Regions from separate parts of the Triticum aestivum genome. Here region 2 is linked to region 1. A link is a contact called in public Hi-C data. All regions are on one chromosome and are shown on one strand. Each heading gives the region's core, a stretch centred on a gene start, on an enhancer-like site or on the middle of the called end of the contact. The rest is flanking DNA. Distances are from core to core; before and after follow the strand shown.

The links. Hi-C and Micro-C count contacts between places; a contact is called where the count stands out from the background.
Region 2: a contact with region 1 is called in a Hi-C map of leaf, with 7 times the contacts expected there. The contact joins the promoter of LOC123161245 here to the enhancer-like site in region 1. A contact is called at or near these places in 3 of 5 Hi-C or Micro-C datasets (leaf and root) and 1 of 1 datasets of contacts at active chromatin or transcription factors (leaf).

The regions. Positions count from the first base shown.
Region 1 is chr7B:584,487,605-584,492,002 of IWGSC CS RefSeq v2.1, reverse strand. No RefSeq gene overlaps it. Among protein-coding and RNA genes, the nearest start is that of LOC123160077, 29 kb to the right of the region's middle. Within about 2 kb of position 2,507, at least 1 of the 8 cell types and tissues checked has an H3K27ac peak or open chromatin away from gene starts, as enhancers often do. A contact at or near this core is called in leaf, where this site is marked.
Region 2 is chr7B:584,630,526-584,634,923 of IWGSC CS RefSeq v2.1, reverse strand. It overlaps LOC123161245 (AAA-ATPase At3g50940), which reads right to left and starts at 2,644. Exons shown (of 1, transcript XM_044579102.1): 1 at 702-2,644. The coding sequence starts at 2,525. The coding sequence ends at 1,023.

The DNA of each region.
Region 1 (4,398 bases), core at 1,258-3,757:
TCCACGTCCCGGAATCACGAATTCCCTGGAGGCAGGATCATAAATATCACTGAACCACCCGCATACAGGGTTCACTAGGTTCTTGCACGGAACATCCATCAGAGCCTGCATCCCCATCTCACCGGCAGCTCCCTTCTGCTCATCAGTAAATCCGTCAGTCAATATAGTCAGGCGTTCTTGCGAAGCCCTATTGCGATGACATTTCTTCTTCTGCATAACAGAAAAAGGATCATTAGTTGCCATGTTCAATGTCATGAAAATTTAGTTCTAACGGAAGATTGAAAACTCAATGTGACACTAAACATATGGGGGTGGAAAGTGAGCTCATCGCCATCTTTTGTCCGACAAGTTGCGTGATTCTGTTGCGGTACCTCCATAAAGTCATCATCATCATCTTGATGGTTGCCGCGAGCCATTGTGCTACGGTAAGAACAAAACACACGTTAGGGTGAAATGAAAACACAGCTGACGGATACGGAAAGAAATGCATAAAGTAAAATATTCATTGGATATCGTCAACGAACAAAAATGAAAACTCCATGGTTGCCCCAAAGTTTAAGCATCTGAAGAGGGCAGTAATTGCCATGTGCTGAATATGCACAAAAAGGCAGAAAAATAATCAAATGGAAAAGCAATTGCAGAAACATGGCAACTGGACGTGTATGTGTTTCTAAAGGAAGCAGTTGCCAGCTAGCAGAATCTACTTGCCATGTTGGCTCCAATGAAAGTGGCAAATGAGGCGGAGCATAGGAACACCCACCCCCTAGGATTGTCCAACATGAAATGTGGCAACTAACACATTGGCTTCATAAAATGTACATATCACATCTTCTAGGTTAAAGTTGCCATGTTAACACAAGGCACTTCAAAAAAGGGCAGACAACTTCCACTGCACAACATATAATGTGGCAACTAACACTCTTGCCTCATATAAAAATGAGTTGCCATGTAATACAAGTCAGCATGGCAAACACAATTGAGTCTATCGTACAGTCAATTTGCCATTATCCTGCATATGACATGGCAACAGGCATGGTGTATTCACAAAATTAGTTGCCACTTGGAAGCATAGTCGTGGGTAAACAAATGCAATGAAAATTGCCATGACTGCCATGATCACACACTTAAGTATGCAACTACCTAGAGGTAGAAATCATACACAAAAACTACTCCCTAAATTGGATCTCACAAACTGACATTATCCTACAACTGACATGGCAACTGACACGGTTGATTCAGAAAATTAGTTGCCATCAGTGATGGTAGTTGTTGAAAATGCCATGACCGCCATTATAATTCAGTTTGAAATGCACCTAACTAGATCTAGGGTTCAATCGCAACTATCATACCCTGAATTCAACAACAAAAAGCGCCCTACACTGATGGCCATAGCATTTCGAGGCAAAATCAGAACTAACATCTAGAAAATCCCGCACAAACACAGGAAAGATACAGATGCGGCTGCGGACCGGGCGAGCCACACCGGTATGACTGCCACCGCGGCGGCGACGAAACTGCGCAATGCCACCCTAAATGGCAAGCACGTGACTCCACCGCCGACGGGGAAGCCGGAGCACCGCGAATCGGCCGGAATCTCGAGGAAACTCGAGGGGAAATTGACCACAGAGGGAGGACGGCAGAAATCGCATGCAGGAATGTGAGCACGGAGGGAGCCTTACCTTCAATATGTGTCTGCTCCGGCGACGACGCTACGGTCCGGCGAACCCCACCAATGGCCGCGAATGCGGTCGACTCTTCCGCCGCCGCCGTCGCCTTCTCCTCTCGGTTTCTCCTCAATCGAATGCAACTGGTGTGGATGGTGGGTTGGGGAGTAATGAATGGGAGGGGAGTAATGAAGCGTGAGGGGAGCGCGAGTGGCAAGTCGTGGAAGACAGCAACCGCAGTCGGGCGTGGCGTGCGGGCGCGACGGCAGTTCCACCGCACGCCCCGACTCGCAACCGCTGACCTCGAAGAAAAAACCAGCGTGCGGACGAACTACCTACACGCCACACACGGGACTTGTCCTACGTGGCACACCAAATCCACCTTTTCATGTCAAGATTCGTGCAAAAGACAGTGAACGACCATCCAATCGTGTGGGCGAGTTGGGAAACGCTCACACGTATGGGCGTTAGTGTTTCCGAAAACAAACCCTTGCAGCTAAATAACGGATTCAGCACGTACGAGCACCACCACCATACGTGGCGCTGATCTTGGCCGACGATGAACCGTGTGAGATTGATCGAGGTGGATGGGGAGTGTGTCCAATGATGGAGTCCGGCCGAGGATTAGAACATACGAGGGTTCCACCGTCGGTGGTGCACGTACGGCGAGACGGCTCTGCCTTTTGCTTTCAGGAGGAAAAGGTCCAGAGCTCAAAGGGACATGATGGTTTACATTCACAGATTCCTCAAGGCCGTAAACAAACAGAGTTAGTGGAGTGGTGGCACGAGAGCAACTGAGGTAGGTAGGTGCCGCCACCACACGGAACAGCGACGGCGTGAGAGGGACGGGCACTGTGCTGAACCCGGCAAGAGGCCGCCCGATGCAGATCTCCTTGCTCGCTCTTCCGGACAGAGACGCCGAGACGGACCAATGTTTTCAGGTCTGCAACTTGATCAGGTGGCCTCAAGCATGGACCGACCGGTTCGATGTATGTATAGTGCTTTCTGAAATGTTAAGGGATACTTGTAGATCTGCCCCGATCGATTTTGAGCACGACGTGCATGAAAGCTACTCAGATTTGCCTGTTGTCGTCCGTCGGTACGTGAGCTAGCGTGACCGTCCGTTCTGATTTATCTGGTCAATTATATATAGCATCTGAATGTATGATGCAAGAACTCCTTGCCAAAATATATCACCTGCTCTCACCGCTTAATATACGTAGTATATAGTGCTAAACAAGCAATGAAGAATTCAGGTTTGCTGAAGGGGACAGGTGGAAAGGTACCTTTCGTGCCACATGGTACATTGTAAGTGCAGTGCAGACGATCGACGAGCACGTCATGTAACACCATACGCCCATTCTTCCGTTTCCCATTTTGTCAGCTGATCGAAGGCGCCAATAATTGGAACATATGCATGGCGGCGAGCACGGCCTGCGGGTCGACGACCGTCCTCTGCGCGCAGTGCGGATGATGATCGGTGGATGGATTTCTCCGGTGCAGATGGACGTGTCGTCGTACCTGCGTGCTCGCGGCCATGGGCGGTGCATGGCACGAACCGAGGCACGCCCAGCCCAACACGTATTTTGTTGGACAGGCGTACGTGACTCCCACTTGGCGCTTGGCGCTTGCCACACTTGGTACGTGCTTGCTTGCTGCACCCTGCCGCCCAGCTAGCACAACTTCGCTTCGGGCGGTACATGCAGATGGACTTGCAGTGGATAGGCTCAACCGCTCAAGGGCTTCCCTGGCTGCGTTGGAGCGGCACCCTTGGTTCGGAGAGGAAACAGGAACAGAGCCACTCTCTAAACGAGCACCAGGAGAGCGTTGCCAAATCAGGTTTGTGGTCTCAACCCTGGTTCGACCTCGATCGTCTGCTTGAATCCACACCACGGCGGCCGGTGTCGCTCCTTTCGCCCCTTTGGACGGTCTACTTGCAAAGCATGCTGCCGACGCCAGGAGCTCTATTAAAATTAAAAATTAATCTTGCTAGATCATCCCATTATAACAAGAGCTCAAGCCGGACACGACCAGACAACACACAAGCCTGGACGTCAGTTGTCAACGTCGGGTTGGAAGAGGGTGAAGAGTACGCGACGACGGACTGGTTCGATTTGGTTTGTCCTTTTCTGAACTGTGTTTTTCATTTATTAATTTGGCCTTTTCTCCTTTTCTGCACTGTGTTTTCCATTTACTAATTTGGCCTTTTTTAGGCATATTCCATGCATTGTCGCTGCTCCGGAGCTCAAAGGTGAACAGTAAAATAAAAAAATAAAAACAAATTGAAGAAACATTGACAAAAGTTTTAAGTGCTTGTAAAATTCATCATGAAATCACTTTCCTAAAAGGCTTGACAAAAAAAACTGTGCTCTGGAAATACTACTTTCAAAAGCATTTTGAAGCACAGAATTTGTTTTTTTTTTTTGCCACGCCTTACAGGAATGTGATTCCATGATGAATTTTTGCGACCACTTTGAACTTAGTCAGTGTCCGCCCCCCCCCCCCCCCCCACTCCCCTAAAAAATAGTTTATTTTTTTTTTTGATTTTACTGTTCACCTAGCTCATTTGAGCTCGGGAGGAGAAAGGCACTTTTGCTTTAAATCGCCATTTTCACTTTTTCGGATCAGGAATGCTAGAATTACAACATCTCTATCCGAACTTTTAAAAAAAGCTATCTGACATGCAGCTAGCCGTAACTCTCAAATGGTTACTTCTTAAAATTTTGAAGTCTAA
Region 2 (4,398 bases), core at 1,395-3,894, 140 kb before region 1:
AAGTGCCAAATGGCTTTCCCTTAGAGAAAACAACGTGTAAGGGCACGGCGTATCCTCCTTTGCCCGTCGTTTTCAATTCGGCCATCAACATGTTGTACCGACCATCGCCATGCCTGAACAATTCTATCCTGACCTAAATTTTGACATCAATGATATGCGAAAGCTCAAGCAAGAATAGAAGAAGTGCTCTTAAAAAGAACGGAAGAAACTTTTTACTAGTGCTGATTGTCATCATGTCATGTCATGCCTAGTTAATACACTATATTAACATCCATCCATAATGCAAGTACATAGGCGTACCACTACGCAACAAAAGGAAGAATAGTTCGATGATCAAGCAGCCACATGATGACACGAACACGCACACCACTCTACATATCGATCTATCTGAATCTGACGCTGCAGATATGAATACTGGAGTTAATTCCTTCTGCAATTCTCCGCGCAATGCTGCAACAGGCAACGTACGTATTGGTCAATCCTATACTCTCTTCGTTCATTTTTGTAAGACCTTTTAAATATTTAAGACAACACTCAAAACAGTTCAATTTAAGCTGTTTAAAATGTTTTACAAAAATGAACAGAGGGAGTATCAGATCTGCGACTCCATCTTAGGCGATCAACATTTTGTACCGACCATTGCTCGTATTTTATCCTGACCTAAATTCCGACGTCAACGCATGATAACATGTGAAGGCTCAAACAAAAATCCAAGAACATGGTGCTTACAAAAGACGGAAGAAACTTTATGACACTGCTTTTTCTTCTGAGCTTAACTTTATTATAGTACTACTTATATTATACTCCCGGGCAACAAAAAACCTACAATAGGATCTACCGAATTCGATGATCAAGCAGCCACTTGTATGCAAACCCCGCAACACGATGACGCGAACACGTAAACAACGATCGATCTGGTGCTGATATCAGGGAATTATTGAAGTTAATTTCATCTGCAATTCTCCGGGCAATGCAGCAACAAGCCACCTACTACTGGTCAATCTCTGTGTCTCTGATCCGCCTCACTCCATCTTCTCCTCTGTCAATGCACCGGGCTGCACCGTGTCGACGGCCGGCGTGTCTCTCCTGCCGCGCAGCTCCCCGACAAGCCTCCTCAGCGCGGCGGAGGCGCCCGCGCCGTCGCAACCCATGAACACCTCGCCGATGTCTGCCGGCGTGATGCGCACGTCGGCGGCGAGCAGGCCCTCGGCCTCGGCCATGAGGCCGTCCACCACAGTGTCGGGCTCGTCCATGGGGTCCTCGCCGACGCCGATGTAGTTCTTGGCGAGCACGCGGAGCGCCGCGGGCGTGCAGTAGCCCAGCTCGATCTTGCGGTCCATGCGGCCCGGGCGGAGCAGCGCCGGGTCCAGCCGCTCCGGATGGTTGGTGGTGAAGATCATCAGGCGCTCGCCCACGCAGGACGACCAGAGCCCGTCCACGAAGTTGAGGACGCCGGAGAGGCTGATGGACTCGCGCCCGATCGCCGCCATGGCCGCCGCGGCGGCCGGGGAGAGCATCGCCAGCTGCGCGTTGTCCTCGTCGGCGCCGCCGGAGTTCTTCTTGCGGTCGGAGAGGTCGAGGGAGCAGTCGATGTCCTCGACGACGACGACGGACTTGGGCGTGGTGGAGACGAGCAGGCGGCGGAGGTGGGAGTTGGTGGGCACCGTGGTGAGCTCCAGGTCGTACACGTCGAACTCGAGGAGGTTGGCGATGGCGGCCACGAGGCTGGTCTTGCCGGTGCCGGGCGGGCCGTGGAGCAGGTACCCGCGCTTCCAGGCGCGGCCGACGCGCGCGTAGTGCTCCCGGCGGGCGGCGAAGCGGAGTAGGTCGGCGCGGATCTCCTCGCGGAGCGCCGGGTCGACAGCGAGCGTGTCGAAGGTGGAGGGGTGGGAGAAGGTGTGGGAGGTCCAGAGGCGGTGGTGGTCGTCGCCGGGCGCGGCGGCGCGGTTGGTGTAGAGCCTGCGCTCCCGCGACTTGAGCCGCATCCGGGTGGCCTCGGCGATGATGTGGGGGATGTAGGTGTCGTGCACGAAGTCGCGGTGCTGGCGCGGGAACTGGAGCTCGAGGCTGCGGTGGTCGCCGCCGGCACCGCCGCCGCGGCTGCCGAACACGTTGTAGGGGTTGTGCCCGGCCCCGCGCTCGACGGGGCGCGCGGTGGAGGTCCACTTGACACGGACGCCCTGGAAGGTGTCGTCCGCGGTGTGCGAGTCCGGGAGCGAGGCGACGGCGCGCTCCGACTGGCGCGGCTTGTAGAGGCGCACGGCGGGGGCGGCGGCGAGGCAGCGCGAGCCGAGGTAGAGCTGCGCGGCGTCGTAGAGGTCGTTGGTGGCGCCGGAGCTGGCGCCGTCGGCCTCGTCGATGAGGATGGTGGCCGTGGGCGCCCGGAACGCGGCGGCGAGGCGCGCGAGCAGGCGCCGCAGCCACTGCTCGGCCTCCGGCGGGATGAAGTCCCGCATGGCCGTTCGGAACACCATGACCGTGGCGATCAGCGAGCCCACCGAGCGCCAGTCCAGTATCATCTCCATGGCCGCCGCCAGCTTAGCTTTGGTGCGCGTCGGTTTGTCACAGTGTCAGTGGGTGCAGTGTGTGCTGGTGCGCGCTGTGTGGTGATGTGAGTGGAGTGGGATGAGGAGGAGGTGGTGGTGGTGGTGGGTTTTTATAGGTGGCGCCGGAGGGGACGGGTCGGGGGGAGGCGGTTCGCCGGATGTGGAAAGTTGGCGAGGTGAGGGGGTGGTGCGGTGCGTACGCCTGGGCGGGGCGGCTGGGCTTTCGCTGCCTGCCGCATCATTCTTGGCGTCTTCCCCGGCTGCTTTCGCCCTGCCTTTCTGGCGATGACACGAGTCGGCCCGCCGCACGCCGGTGAGGTGGCGAAAATGTACCTGAGAGGCTTCCGTGCCAGTCGTGCGTTCCAAGCCGAGCGATGATTGGCTAACGGTGAGTAGTCGGTCGGTCGTGCCTTCCGTCCATGCACACACACCACTTTGATCAACCGCCTTGGCGGCTAAGCAACGGATTAAGCACGAAGGAGCACCACCACCACCGTACGTGGCCTCGATCTGGACCGACGGTGAGTCGACGGGGGCGTGTCCACACAGTCCACTGATAATAATGCAGTACGACGGTTGCACCGTCGGTCGTGCCTCGGTGATCACCTTTTGCTTTGGAAAAGGTTCAGAGCCCAAAGGGACATGATGGTTTACAGAAAGATTCTTTCGAGGCCGTGAACGAAGCTACAAGTGGACTGGAGAGTCCAGTCGAGAGCAACTGAGGTAGGTAGGTGCCGCCGTGCCGCCACCGCACGAACAGCGACGGGCGTGACATGGACCGGCACTGTGCTGAATCCGGCAAGAGCCCGGTGCAATCTCCCCGCTCTTTCGGACGGAGACGCCAGGGCGGCTAGTGTTTTCTGGTCTGCAGCTTGAGCGACTTGTCGAAATCAGGCATGGATCGCCCGGTTCAGTGCATAGCGCTTTCTGAAATGTTACACGATCCATGCTTGTAGATCTGCCCCGATCGACTTGAGTAGGACGTGTGCGAAAGCTACTCGGATTTGCCTCTTGTCGTCCATCGGTAAGTGACCTAGCAATAGCATGCCCGTCCGTTCTGATCTTTTTTTTTCATTGTTTTTGATATAGCTTACCACTCATGCCAAGTGGTCCGTCCGTTCTGATCTTGCAGGGGGATCTGATCAATTATAAATGTTTCAGGTATTCTTGTGGGTTTTTTTCCACGTATTCTTGTGTGTGTGGCCACACAACTGGCGAGCACGTACTTGGTGCCAAAACGATATCACATGCTCTCACGCGGACAGGCATAAGATATTGTTAGATCGACGCGCGCATGGGTTAAATTAAGTTTGTTGAAGGGGACGGACAGGTATAGAAAGGTAGTGCTTTTCGTGCCACATGGTACATTGCACTACGTGCAAACGACGAGAGCACATCATTGTAAAACACTGACCGCCACTCTCACTTTATCCGTTTGCAAAAGGCGGGCAGCCATTCTCCGTTCTCCGTTTCGTCAGGCGGTGGAAGGCATCAATAATTGTGAACTCAGGCAGCGGCCTAGCTTAGCTGGTGTGTGCGGATGATGATCGATGGACCTGTTTCCGGTTCAGATGAACGTGGCATCGGACGGTGGCACGAATTATACACGTAGGACTAGTAGTATTTTACATTTACGAGAGGAGACCACCCGTCCAAGTGGCGAGTTCCGAGCAGTAAATCTGGTTTGCCCAGCAAAAAAGGCTTGGCCAGCAGACAAGAACAGACTGAAAGAACACCAGGAGAGCGTAGCCAAGTCAGGTTTGTGGTCTCAGCCCTGGTTCGACATCGATCGTTTGCTTGGATCCACATCACGGCGGTGTCGATCCTTTCGCCCATATGGACGATCTACTTG